Linked DNA regions of Rattus norvegicus: region 2 is linked to region 1. The links are chromatin contacts, called in public Hi-C maps. All regions are on one chromosome and are shown on one strand. Each heading gives the region's core, a stretch centred on a gene start, on an enhancer-like site or on the middle of the called end of the contact. The rest is flanking DNA. Distances are from core to core; before and after follow the strand shown. Region 1 overlaps Spp2 (secreted phosphoprotein 2). Region 2 holds the start of Arl4c (ADP ribosylation factor like GTPase 4C).

Region 1 (6,184 bases), core at 1,678-4,177:
CAGATAGCATCGGAACGGCCCAGCATAGCTCACAGCAGCCTTACTGCTTCAACTCTACGCACACCTCTAGCTTTGTCCTTTCCGTACCCACCTCACCCCTGAGCTCCCATGATGCCCCGGTTCCATTCCCAGCATCTGTAACTCTAGTTCCAGGGGATCCAATACCTGCTTCTCGGCTCCGAGGGCACCAGGCATGTGCATGGTGCGCACACACACTCACCATCAGACACTCACAGGCTTGTTGCGAGTGGGACCCAGGGAGCTTCCTGGTACCTTCATCCCGGGGCCTTGCATTTAGCCCATGACTGGGCACATCCGCGCTCAATGAGTTTCTTTTGAGCTGGGATCATTCACTTTGGGTGTTTGAGAGACGTTTCCCTGAAAGGCAGCTAAGCACGGCATAATTAATTTTAACAACTTGCAATTTGAAAGAAGTCAACTGACAGTCTACCAAAATGGAGAGCAACATCCACTGTGAGTGAGAGAAGCAGGTGGCAGATCGTCTTTATCTAAAAATAAAAGCCGACTTCTTGCTGAGATCAAGAAACTCGGCATTTTGAAGAAAGAAACTTGATGTATTCTTTACACACACACACAAAAAAACTTGCCCTTTGCCCTGGAGAGCATCTGGAGAGGGGAGGGGCGTGAGAACGGAATTTTTGGTAGATGAGCGTGCTTTGCCTGTTAATGATGTGGCTCCATCGAGTGTGCGGGCCTGTGTGTGTCGCAATAGAGTGGCATCATCTAACATCTGCAGAGAAATGGGCCACGCAAAACGAATGTCTTTAGAAGTAGCACAGCCCGGAGGCCAAGCTAGCGGCCTCGGTCTGCTCATCCATTGTTGCTGGTGTCCCAGTGGCATCTCTGGCCTCACGTGACCTTTAGCAGGGCAGGTTTTGAAACAGCCCACCACACTGCCTGGAGTCATAAAAACGAAGCTAGTAATGGCCACACTGTGGTTCCACTGAGGAGGCAGCTCCAGTGTGCTCTCGGCTCAGCTGCTCTCCTTCTACACCTGTACCACTGCCTCTGACAGGCATCCAGCCCTGAGAGGAGGGCTCAGACCCGCAAGGGATTTGTTTGTTTGTTTGTTTTGTTTTTTATTTGTTTTTTTTTCTTCCCTTTGGAACACAGACTCTTGGCAGATGTCTTACCTGGCTATCCTTATTGTTTTAGTTCCATGACTAGTAAAAATACCCCGAATGTCTATATAAAATTACTTATAAAATATCCCCACTAGTTTCATTAAATAATCAGGATAGGATGAGTGGCCGGTTGACTGTTAGTGATATTGACATTTTAAAAATGTAAATCATATTTTCTCCATTTTATCATGAGTCCCTGGATTAAACTAGAAACTGAGCGAGTGTGTCTATAATCTAATAAATACTGTTCTAGTCTTCTCTAAGCCAGAAATGCTTCAATACTAGAGGAGAGAGTAAAATGTGGTACTCAGTAAAAGCACCATGGTGTTGTTAGTGGGACTCTAAAATACATAGTTTGGGAAACCAGGGCCCGATTCCCATGTTAGAAAGAGTTTTCTCGAGATCCTTCACTTTCTTAATCTTTGTAGCTAGGGCAGTTCGTCTTGGCAGCTGTGGAGTGGCCGGAACGATCTGAGGTGGGGCATTTTCCTTTATGAAGCCCCGTGACTGGTGTTGGGATTGTTAGCAGTGTCAGAGGCAGGTCTGATGGTGGGTTTGGTCCATAAGCCAATGACAAAAACATCAGTGCCATGATTTTTCCACATAATCCTTCAGTCATTGTTGATCAAATGTCCTCTCTGCACCCAGGGAGACCATGACTCCCAAGTATGTTTATTGCCTTATGTCAATTATATCTTATAATATCATACCATACCTTATCATATCAACCGTACCATAACATACCATATCATACCATGCCATATCATACCATACATATCATATCATACCTTATCATACCATAACATACCCTACCATATCATACCATACATATCATTACCATATCATATCATATCATACTATACGTTATCATATCAACCCTACCATATCATACCCTACCATATCATACCACATCATACCATACCATACATATCATATCATATCATACCCTATCATATCAACCCTACCATATCATACCATAAATATCATATCATACCTTATCATACCATATCATATCATACCATACAATATCATACCCTACCATATCATATCTACCATATCATACCATATCATATCCTATCTTATCATATCATACCATACCATGTCATATCATATTATACCTTATCATACCATATCATATTATACCTTATCATACCATATCATACCATATCATATCATACCATACTTTATCATATCATACCATATCATGTCATATATCATGCCATATCATCTGTTTCTTAGAGAAGGAGGCAAGGAGCTCAGAGAGACCCTACTCATAGAGGTGGTGTTGGGATTGAGGTTTATTTCTCATGTCTGCTTCCTATACCTATGTTTTCTTCTTGTAATACATCTCTCCATGAAACTTCAGTGTTTGAGATACATTTGTCCTGTTCTGAGTGGCACTGTATGTGTTCTTGCCAAGTAGCTGCCAATCTGCAAGTGTGAGCTACGCGCTTTCCACCACCAACCAGGTGGGGGCACTGTTCCCTAACACCTGAGGCACCTTGGCCTCTGGGGAGTGATTTCATTGTTCAGGTTTCAGACTCGCTAGTGAGAATTTCTTATTATGATCTCCAGAACCTGCTCACCCACAGAAGGAGCCAGATTCCACAAAAAGAGAGGGGGGAAACCCCACTGGGGCCCCAGAGCTAGAACCTGACCACTCTCCACTCCCCATTCCCTTGGCTCTCATTCCTGCTGCTCTGCACCTCTTACCAATTGCTCTAGCAGGTACAGTGACTTGCAACAGTGACTCTGCTTTGATGTGCTTGCCTGGGGTTGACCCGATCCATCCCTCCAGGTTGAACTCTCAGCTTAGTAAACAACAGCTTGCCACCCACATCCACTGACTATTCCACTCCAGGCTTAAACCGAAGTCCTTCCTTAGAGACCCAGTGTCTCCCTCGTGGCTGTGACTATCATGCCATAAACATCAGTTCAGGCCTCCTCCCTTCCTCATGCAAAGTGTGGTGAGTGAAGCAGCTCTTCCTCTGCAGTACTCTGCAGTCCTGCCCCTCTCCATGTTCTCGACTCCTCTTCCTTTCTAGCCAAGTGTGTCCCAAATCTTTCTGACAGTTTTTCTTGTTGCCCTTGAAGGCTCAGTCATGGCTTCCCCTTAACAAAAATTCCTGAGAGCCCTGCTAAGTTCAAGGATGCAGTCTGAGCTCCATAGGGCTATGGCTGGGCAGTGCCACAACTAGTGTGGTCCCTGTCTGCACCACTTTATCGACATCCTGTTTTCCTCTGCCTCCTGCCTCACATCAGTGTCTCACACGGTGCGTAATCCTCACTAGACCCTGGGTCTCACCTTCATCCAAAGGTCCTGCCTAGCTCACCTCAGTGTACCCCACTCATTGCCCTCTTCAGAAGCTGATTTCCTCATGTCTCTGGAGTCAGCCATCTGGAAGCTCGTTTACAGTGCTGTACTATGGTGACATCCATCTTCTCCTCTGGTTCATGACTTTAAATATTGGGGGACGTCAATATTGTGTCTTTTTCATCTCTACAGCCCTCAGTAAAGGTTCCACGCATAGTCTTGCTTGCTGCACAGATTAACTGATGGATGGATGAATAGATAGTTTTGTGAAAATTTGCTCTCTAGCCCTATCTCCTCAGATTGTCACAGCCCCTGGCCAGCCACAGCTTTGACTGGCCCCTCTGTCTCTCATTCACAGACTGATGCCTGGCCACAGCCTCTGCAAGGGGTTTCTCTGGTCTTTCCTGTTATGAGACATGAGATCCCTTTCTGAGGCTGTGTCTCTGTCCCCTGACCAGGCTACCTCATCTTCCTGTGGTGTCTCTCATCCTGTCTTTGGTCCAAAGCAGACTGCTATGTGTAGCTGTTCAAATCTCCTGTAGGATTTAGATCACTTTCTGAGCAGTTCATTGGAATCCCAGGCTGAGCTGGGATCCCATCCAACACTGGGATGCTAGTGCACACTGTGGTAATCTAACCTGACTGTCCTTCCCAGGGTGCTGACGCATACCATGGTGATCTAACCTGCCCCTCCTTCTCTCTTGAATAGATTCCATGAAAGAAAGAGAAGCAGAAGCTGAAATGAAGGACATGGAGAATTGTGTCTTTTTCCTTTGATAAGCTCCACTTTGCAATAAAGATCTTCCCCTTCCTGTACGCTCTCGTATTGTCTGGTTTGGAATACAGCATCACTAAGTATCCAATTTCAGATTAGAGCATCACTAAGTATCCAGTTTCAGATGAGAAACTGATGTCATGAGGAGGAGGATGGGATGGAGGCTCACAGAATAACTATGTTTCAAGTGTTTTCAGCTAATGTACAACAGATATTAATGTCCTGTTAAAAGCAAGCAGGCTCAAGCAGCCTGTTATCTTTCTTTTTAAGTCATCATGGTACCTTTTAGGGCAGGAACACTATCCCATATGATAGAGACAAGGTGATACATAACACCATTTGTTCCTTAAACTGTAGAGAATGGATGAGACCACACACACCCATGCAGTGGGATGTAACTGACCACACAGCAGCCCTGGGTCATCAAGTGGAGCAAAAGCTGACATAATAGTGCAAGCTGCTAACAACAGAGAAAGACCTTTGGTGGGAGAACAGGTTACTTTGTACTTTGTGTTCTGTGTTTCTGTACACATAGAACCACCCTAGGAATAAAGTTCAGTGGACTGGGGAGATGGCTCAGTGGGTAAGATTGATCAATGCCCATGGGAACCTGAGTTTGAATCTCTAGATCCCATCTACTAAAGAAAAACCACGGCCACACATGCCTGTAAAGCTTCCGGTTCAGTGAGAGACGCTGCCTCAAGGAAATAAAGCAGGGAGTGAGGAAACCGGACAGTTGATGTCTTCCTCTGCCTTCTGCATACACATGGTTTTTACTAATAAAAATATTGGTCCAGTGGCTAAAGAGAAAGATACATTGCAATCAACCACTGTCCCTAGAGGAGTACCCCACACTACTGCTTTCCTTTGGATTACTTGGTCTAATAAATCAGCTACAGAATGAAATATCCTTCAAAGTAGGCATTGTCAAAAACACCCCCCCACCCCGCAAGCGAATAGGGCTCATCCCCAAATCCACCTGTTTTGTGGAGGACACCATTTGTGAGTCATTTGTGTCTGTGTGTGTGCAGTGTGTGCACACAGGCATGAGTTTGTGTGTGTGTGTGTGTGTGTGTTTGTGTGTGTGTGTGTGTGTAAAACCATGAAATGGCATTCGTTCTAAGAGTTTAGCATATTGGCACAGCAGTGCTTGGGTGACCCTTAAGAAGCTGAAACAGGAGAATTAAAAGTTTGAGACCAGCTTGGCTTTGTGGTGAGACCTAGTCTCAAAGATGGAGTTGCTTGTGCCAGCCATCTGAAAACAGTTAAAAGAGTTAAAAGTCAAGGTGTTCTGAAGAAGTGGTTCTTATGTGCAGGTACCTGGCACAGACGAAATGTGCTTTGGACTTGGCCCCAATCTGTATTCTGTCGCGGTATTTGTTCCAGACACAGACGCACTGTACTAAAGACGGAAGGATTAAGACAAGGTGTTGGGAATGGCGCTGGTCTGGAAGCGATGAAGCTAATCTAGTGATACACGTGCGTCTCAACCTTTGGCTAACAAACTGGAATGGGGGCCCTTTAAGGAACTGGAGTTTCTCCCAGGATTCCCACACTGAGGAAGAGAAAAGGCTGAAGCCTGGGACCAACCAAAAAGAATTCCCTTCTGGAAAGAGAATTCTCACCCCCTTGGACGTTCATATTTTCATTTTGTTTTGTTTTGTTGTTTGTATTTTAGGTTTCATTGTCTTCCCAATGAGGAAGACTGGTCTTACCCATTTTTTAATTTAAAGAAAAATTTGGGGAAAATTTCCTTTATTAACATTGTCTTCACATTATTTCCTACCCCCCTTCTTCCCTTCAACTGTTCCCATGACCTCCCTACCATCTCAAGTTCACAACCTCTTCGTCTTTAATTATTATTGTCATATGAGCAATTTAGTGCTGCTCCCATGGGTATGTGTTTAGACCAGTTGGTACTGGATAACCTAATAGCAGCCTCATCCCTGG
Region 2 (6,184 bases), core at 1,643-4,142, 280 kb after region 1:
AGGATCGAAACACTGACCTGGAACGCAGGTATCGTGAGCACAGGAAAGCTACAGTATTTGGCATATGCAATGTCACAAAATAAATATATTATTCTCTCCATATCGTGGAACTACCAAAATGTCAAAGTGCTTAAGAAACTATGAAGAAAATAAAAAGAAGGTGGAATTTTTTTTTTAATAATTCTATACAGAATCTTCAGCCCATGGGACCAGCCCACGGAGATGCCAATAATCCACAGTTGCTGTGTAAACAGATCCTGCAGGCTGCTAACCACTGCTTAGCTCTGTGTACAAAAAGACCAGTCAGTTGGAGGGCTACCAAACACACAAGAAAGAGCATGGGGCCGCTAGACTTCAGCTTTCAAAACAATCTTCTAAGGATCAGGTTTCAAGCAGGAAGCCATGATTTCTGCCTATGGTTCTTAAATATACTCCTAAGAGTATCAAGGACAATAGGGATGGGCTCATATTGTGACCAACTCCGTGCTCACTCACAGCCATGGCTCCCTTGACACAGCATTGCGTTGCCATGGAGGGAAACGAAAGAATCCTATCCTAAAACATGGGTTCAGAGGAGAGCTTCAAAGAAAAAAAGAAACAAAGTCAATCGTAAATTTCTCTTTCGATACTGTGTTTCAAGATAAATGACAGCTTTTAACAAGCCAAGACTCACTCCTGATTATAAAGGATTTTTTAAAATTACCTTATTAAAAATATGTATTTAATCTTTCACTTTATCTATTTTTCCAAAGCCTCTTTCAAGTAAACTGTGAAGTGCCTGAGTACCAGTGACCATGACGTCACACGCCCGCTTCCTTCTCAAGCACTCATTGTTGTTTGCCTTTAACCAAAGTGCTGGCTGGCCCTGAGGCCAGGCCCGCTCCCGCAAGGGTGATTTCCAAAGGACTATCCTTCAGACTTTTCCTCTCTTCGATTCCATGCAAATGGGGTCAGCTTTAACAAGGTGGGGTTTTATTCTTCCGGTGAATGACATCAAATATTCTAAGGACACATTTTGAGTAAAATACTGAAACCAGATAGGCTACAAAGACCCAGCTCAGAAATCTGAACAGGTCTGCACTTGCAGTGTCGAGGGCCACAAAAGGGCAGAGTCTTTTTCTCCTAAGGTGAAGAGAATTCATTTGTGGAGGTGGTTTTATTAAAAAAAAAAAAAAAAAAAAGCCCGAAACCTATCACCACGTGGTTATTATTATCAGACTCCCCCTCCCCCTTGTTAAGAAGACCATTTTGCAATTCAGCACACATCTGTAGCTGGTGTGGTCCTCCAAACCAATCAGTTGGCTGAGAGATTTTGAAATTCCATCCAGAGGGTCCAGTTCTTATGCAGATTATACAGTACCAAGTGCACACACACACACGCACACGCACGCACAGCATTAATGTCGAGAACCTCACCCTTTAAACACCTGTACTGCCACCACCTCCAATGGTTTTCTGTTCTTTGTTTTATTGGTCTCTTTATGGGAGAATGACCTACACATGGACTGGGCCATCTGGAAGAGGTCTCATCCCAGGCTGAAAAGCAGTTCTCAACAAAACCACACACACCCACCCCTGAAAAGTGGCGTCTTCCAGGCCATTCCCAGCCAAGTCCAGAAGCACAGCATCCTGGGCCCTCCAGCTGCCGCACGGTCCGAGACAGTCCTCTGGCTGGCCCCAAACCACCACCTCCTTTGGGCCCAGAGCAGGACAAATGAAATTGCAACAGGGACCTGCCCTGTGACATAAAATTACTCAGTTCCCACAGCTCCAGAATGAAAGGAGCGGTCATCCCCACCCCCCATCAGTACACCCCAGTGCCAATCCGTTCCCTCCCGGGTATCCCCAGGGTTCTGTGTGAACTGCATACCTCAGGTAACTCACACGTGATTCCCCCCCGCAGTGGGGGCTGGGCAGCCTGAACTTCTGGCCCTGCTGGAGCAAGAAGAAATCGCTTTTGTCTCTCTGACATCCAAGCTTGCCACCTGGGGCCAGAGGGCACACCACGGGACCCTCGCGTCCACTCCCCACCAGTCCCCCTACCCACCCCACCCGTAGCTCAAGCATTTAGACAAAAGGTCCTCTGAGCTGGGGTGGGGGGTGGGGCAGGTGACGAGATGGGTGGTTATGCAGCCTCCACACCCGGGCTAAGTCTCCAAGTCCTGTATTTGGATACAGAGATCGTGTTTTAAAAATTCGAATCATCGCTTTGGTTCGTTGTCTTTGTTCGCGGGTTCTCGCTCAACCCAGACGTCCATTCATTCACTCACTGGCTCGCTCGCTCAGCCTCGCTCCAGATCGCTGCTTGAGAGCATTACCGTTTCTTCTTCTGCTTGAGAGACTTCCTGCGTTTCAGGATCATCTCATAGAGCTTGTCCATACCCTCGGTGAGGCCCTCGCCGATGATGGCGCACGCCGGCTGGACATGGTAGGTGGTGGCCGGGATGAGCTCGTGTAGCGCCAGTTGCTTCTCAATCTCGGCCACCGGCAGAGACTTGGGCAGGTCCTGCTTGTTGGCGATGACCAGCAGCGGTGTGCCCTGGTTCTCGGCAAACTTGGTCACCTTGTGCAGCTCCGTTTTGGCCTCCTCCAGCCGATCCACGTCCACCGAATCCACCACGTAGATGATGCCGTCCGTGCAGCGGCTGTAGGACTTCCACAACGGCCGTAGCTTCTCCTGGCCGCCCACGTCCCAGAAGTGGCAGCTGATGCCCTTGGCAGTGCCGTTGCTCAGTTTGATCTTCTCGGTGTTAAAGCCGATGGTGGGCACCGTGTTCACGAACTCGTTGAACTTGAGCCGGTAGAGCACCGTGGTCTTGCCGGCCGAGTCCAAGCCCAGCATAACGATGTGCAGAGACTGGAAGGCCGAGATGTTGGAGGAGATGTTGCCCATGGCTTCTGGCTGCGGCGCCGGCCACTGCGGCTGCGGCGGGAGGGCGCCGCCCCCCGAGCAGTCACAGGCCCGCTGCGGCCCGGCGCACCTGGGCCCCGCCCGTTGCTGGACCCGGTGGGGCCTCGGCGTTCCCTGGGCGCTCGGCTAGGCGCGCTTAGACTCGGAGGGGCCCGCTCCCTGGCCCGCCTGGTGCGTGCTCCACGGGCATCTTTCTCCGGAGGCTTTGTCTCCCGCGCAGCCGCCACGGACAGACGCCGCGGTGTAGGATGTCTGCGCCCTGCGCTCTAGCCCCGCTCGATCTGCGGCTCTCCCGCGCCGCGGCTCTGCAGCAACCTCTGGTCTCCGCGCACCTCGGAGCTGCTCTAGCTGCGGCTACCCGGGAGCGCCGTGGAGGAGCAGGCGGGGCGCGGGCTTCCCCGGCGTACCGGTTAGCGTAGCTGCCTTTGCTGTCCCTGCAGTACTCGCGCTGCTGCTACCGCCACCGCCACCAGCTTGCTGCGGCCCGAGAGCGCCGGCCCCGCCCCTCTAGTCCCGCCCACCAGCCACGCCCCTTGCCTGGCACGCCCCGCGGTCTCCCGGGGTCAGGCGGGGTCTTCTCGGTCGGTTGCGTCTTTTCGCGCGCTCCTGTCGTTCGAAACTCGCCCTTACGACCCTTCCCGCCGGCCGTGCGCAGACTGTGGGCCTGGACCGGGACTCTTCCTCCCCAATCCGGTGACGCGTCTTTTAAAAATAGCTCCGGGCTCCGGAACCTCCGCCCGGGGCCTAGCCCGCAGCTGGCCCGGCAAGGGCAGCGTCTGCAGAGGGATAGGGCGGTGAGACTGCGGCACCCAGGCAGGAGGGCGGCGGAGAGGAGCTGACCTCCTGCAGCCTGCAGCCTGCCGCCCACTCCTCCCAATCCATTTCCACCGCGTGGTCTCACGCTCCTTGGTGCCCTAGTGTCCTGGTCCCTAGTCCTCCTTGATGCGTATGCTCCCTTCCTGCCCTAACTCTAGGGTGTGCCCAGGAGGCTCAGCTGAGAGTACCTACCAGCACCTGCCTAGATAACTCCAGACAATTGTTTCTCAGACACCCATTTTGGAGCCTTGTTTTATGCCCCGCCCCAACTCTGCTGACCTCCCAGATGAGGTTAGTCTTAAGGCACCCTTTGTCATTCCACCTTGAGAACTGTCTACCAGAAGACCACCGTGGAGCGATGGGGTGGAGGTAGGGGATGGGGGAGGTCCAGATCACCTGACCAGGCTCCAGGAAAGCTGGGCCTCTAGACCACCCTTGACTGTGAACCTTCTGTCTCTAGTTCGGAGCTGGTGGTGTGATGAATCACAAATACATATTTTCTGGGCTCTATTTCGTGACTCCATTCAGTGGTTTTCTTCTGCCTTTTAAAGCATAGCAAATGCACATTATCTCTGCCTGTAGTGGGAAGTGGGAGGGGCGATTATGAGCGACATAGATTTGATGATGCTGGGAACTGGAGATGGCCAGCCGCAGCACAAGTGGTTACATTTGTGTAGGTCAGGCTTCTGGGTCAGAAAAGGTTGCCGATACAATCCAGGGAAAGAAAATAAAATTTGCTAATTTAAAAATCACACACACACACACACACACACACACACACACACACACAAGCCTTCCTTTCCAATGCTAAGTTATAATACATTTCATTTGTACTAAAGCCTGAGAGAAAAATCACAGCTATCCAATACCATCTTTTAACTCTCCCAACTCCAAAAGCCAGTCCAGGCTTCCACCAGCTAGACTCAAGCCCAGGCGCTGGTGAGGGATGTTAGTGCTGGCAAGGTCCACTTAGATCACCTGTCTACTTGCTAGAGGAGGAAACTTAGGTCTCTGTGCTGGGAGTTGCCAAGGGGGACCTCAGTGCAGACAGCCGGCCTAAGATCAGTGATGCATTGGTTCTGGGATGCCCTCCTCTGACAGGGGCACAAAAATTTGTCTCAAATTAATCTCACCTTGAGTTGGCAAAGGGTAAATACATTAATAAAGTCACACTACACAGAAAACGTTTAGGATGAGGGCTTTCTCTTCTGGCATCGCTGGATCCTGGAGCTCACAAGCAGGCACTAGACAAAATCTTTACCCGTGTTCAGTTTCCCTCTGTGCCCATCCTTTTAACTGCTCTGACCTCACAGCCTTTTGTTTGGAACCTGGAAGGAAAGCTTTATCCAGTGACTTGGACAAAAGCTCAGAACACACATTTCTTAGGCCTGCCTCCTCTGCTGCCAGCACTTTGATTGCTGTGGCTCCAGCCTAAAATGTGGTGATTCCTACAGAATAGTTCAGGAACCCAAAAAGGCAGGTGGGCAAAAAGAAGTGACATGAGGGACAATGACAATTGTTCAGTGGGTGTCTGCAGCCAAGCACGGATTACCTGAGTTCCATCCCTCAGTCCTACACGTGGAAGGAGCACAAAGATTCCTGAGAGTTGTCCTCTGACCTCCACAAGTACATGTTTGTGCATGCACATAAACACAGACCGAGTGCACTTTTAAGAAAACTTAAAAGGCAATTAATCCAGTTTAACCCATGTCATGTCTGTTACTGGGAAGGCAGAATTTTGTGTTAGGGAGGAATTTTCTCAGCTCTCTTGTAGGCATTTCCTAAAGAGAATCTCCCTTTCAGGAATGAGTTCCTTCTTGCTCAGTCCTCTCTCTCTCATAGGCTGATGACTGGCTACTTTGGGACTCTAACGTGTAGGCTAGGACTCAGGCATTTTGGAAGGGATGGGCCAGCATGGTGCTTCTCAGTAAGGCTCTCACAAATGACCCCAGCATAAGATACTTTGGTGCCTCTTGCTTCTGTCCCCAACTGGGACTTGCTTTCACTTTAGATGAATTGGAAGGATCTTTTGGTAAGACCTTGCCTTCTCCACACTGTTCTGATCACTGCCAGCTGCCTCTCGGGTGTGTTTGCTGTCTTTGCATTTTGCTCCTCATGGTGGCGCTCAGCAGTTAAGGCTGTCTGTTGTCCAGTACCAAAAAAAAGGCAGATTAATAGACACTAATAGAGCCTTCCAGAAGAGAGCCATTACACAGCCACTCACCATCTTTGAATAGCTCTGGCTCTACATTCTAATTTTGCTCACCGGGTGATAAGTTGATTTTACAGCTGATAATTTAACTCCTAACACATAAAAATGTCTTTTGGTTGAGGCGAGTGGGAATTTCCTTCAAATGTGGATTTCAACCGAAAAGTCCCGGAGTCGTGGGGAGGAAAAACAAACAACTAATTTCTGGCCACACCTGCCAGACACTCCGGACCCACCACGAGCCTCTT

The links. Hi-C and Micro-C count contacts between places; a contact is called where the count stands out from the background.
Region 2: a Hi-C map of the A7r5 cell line shows a contact between it and region 1, with 9 times the contacts expected there. The contact joins the promoter of Arl4c here to the enhancer-like site in region 1. A contact is called at or near these places in 9 of 12 Hi-C or Micro-C datasets (the A7r5 cell line, the Rat2 cell line, frontal cortex and 5 more) and 1 of 1 datasets of contacts at active chromatin or transcription factors (oligodendrocytes).

The regions. Positions count from the first base shown.
Region 1 is chr9:96,470,179-96,476,362 of GRCr8, forward strand. Spp2 (secreted phosphoprotein 2) reads left to right here. Exons shown (of 8, transcript NM_053577.1): 8 at 4,169-4,275. Among named protein-coding and RNA genes, the nearest start is that of Spp2, 18 kb to the left of the region's middle. Within about 2 kb of position 2,928, at least 3 of the 93 cell types and tissues checked have an H3K27ac peak or open chromatin away from gene starts, as enhancers often do. A contact at or near this core is called in the A7r5 cell line and liver, where this site is marked.
Region 2 is chr9:96,748,618-96,754,801 of GRCr8, forward strand. Arl4c (ADP ribosylation factor like GTPase 4C) reads right to left here and starts at 2,893. Exons shown (of 1, transcript NM_001306054.2): 1 at 1-2,893. The coding sequence starts at 2,893. The coding sequence ends at 2,315.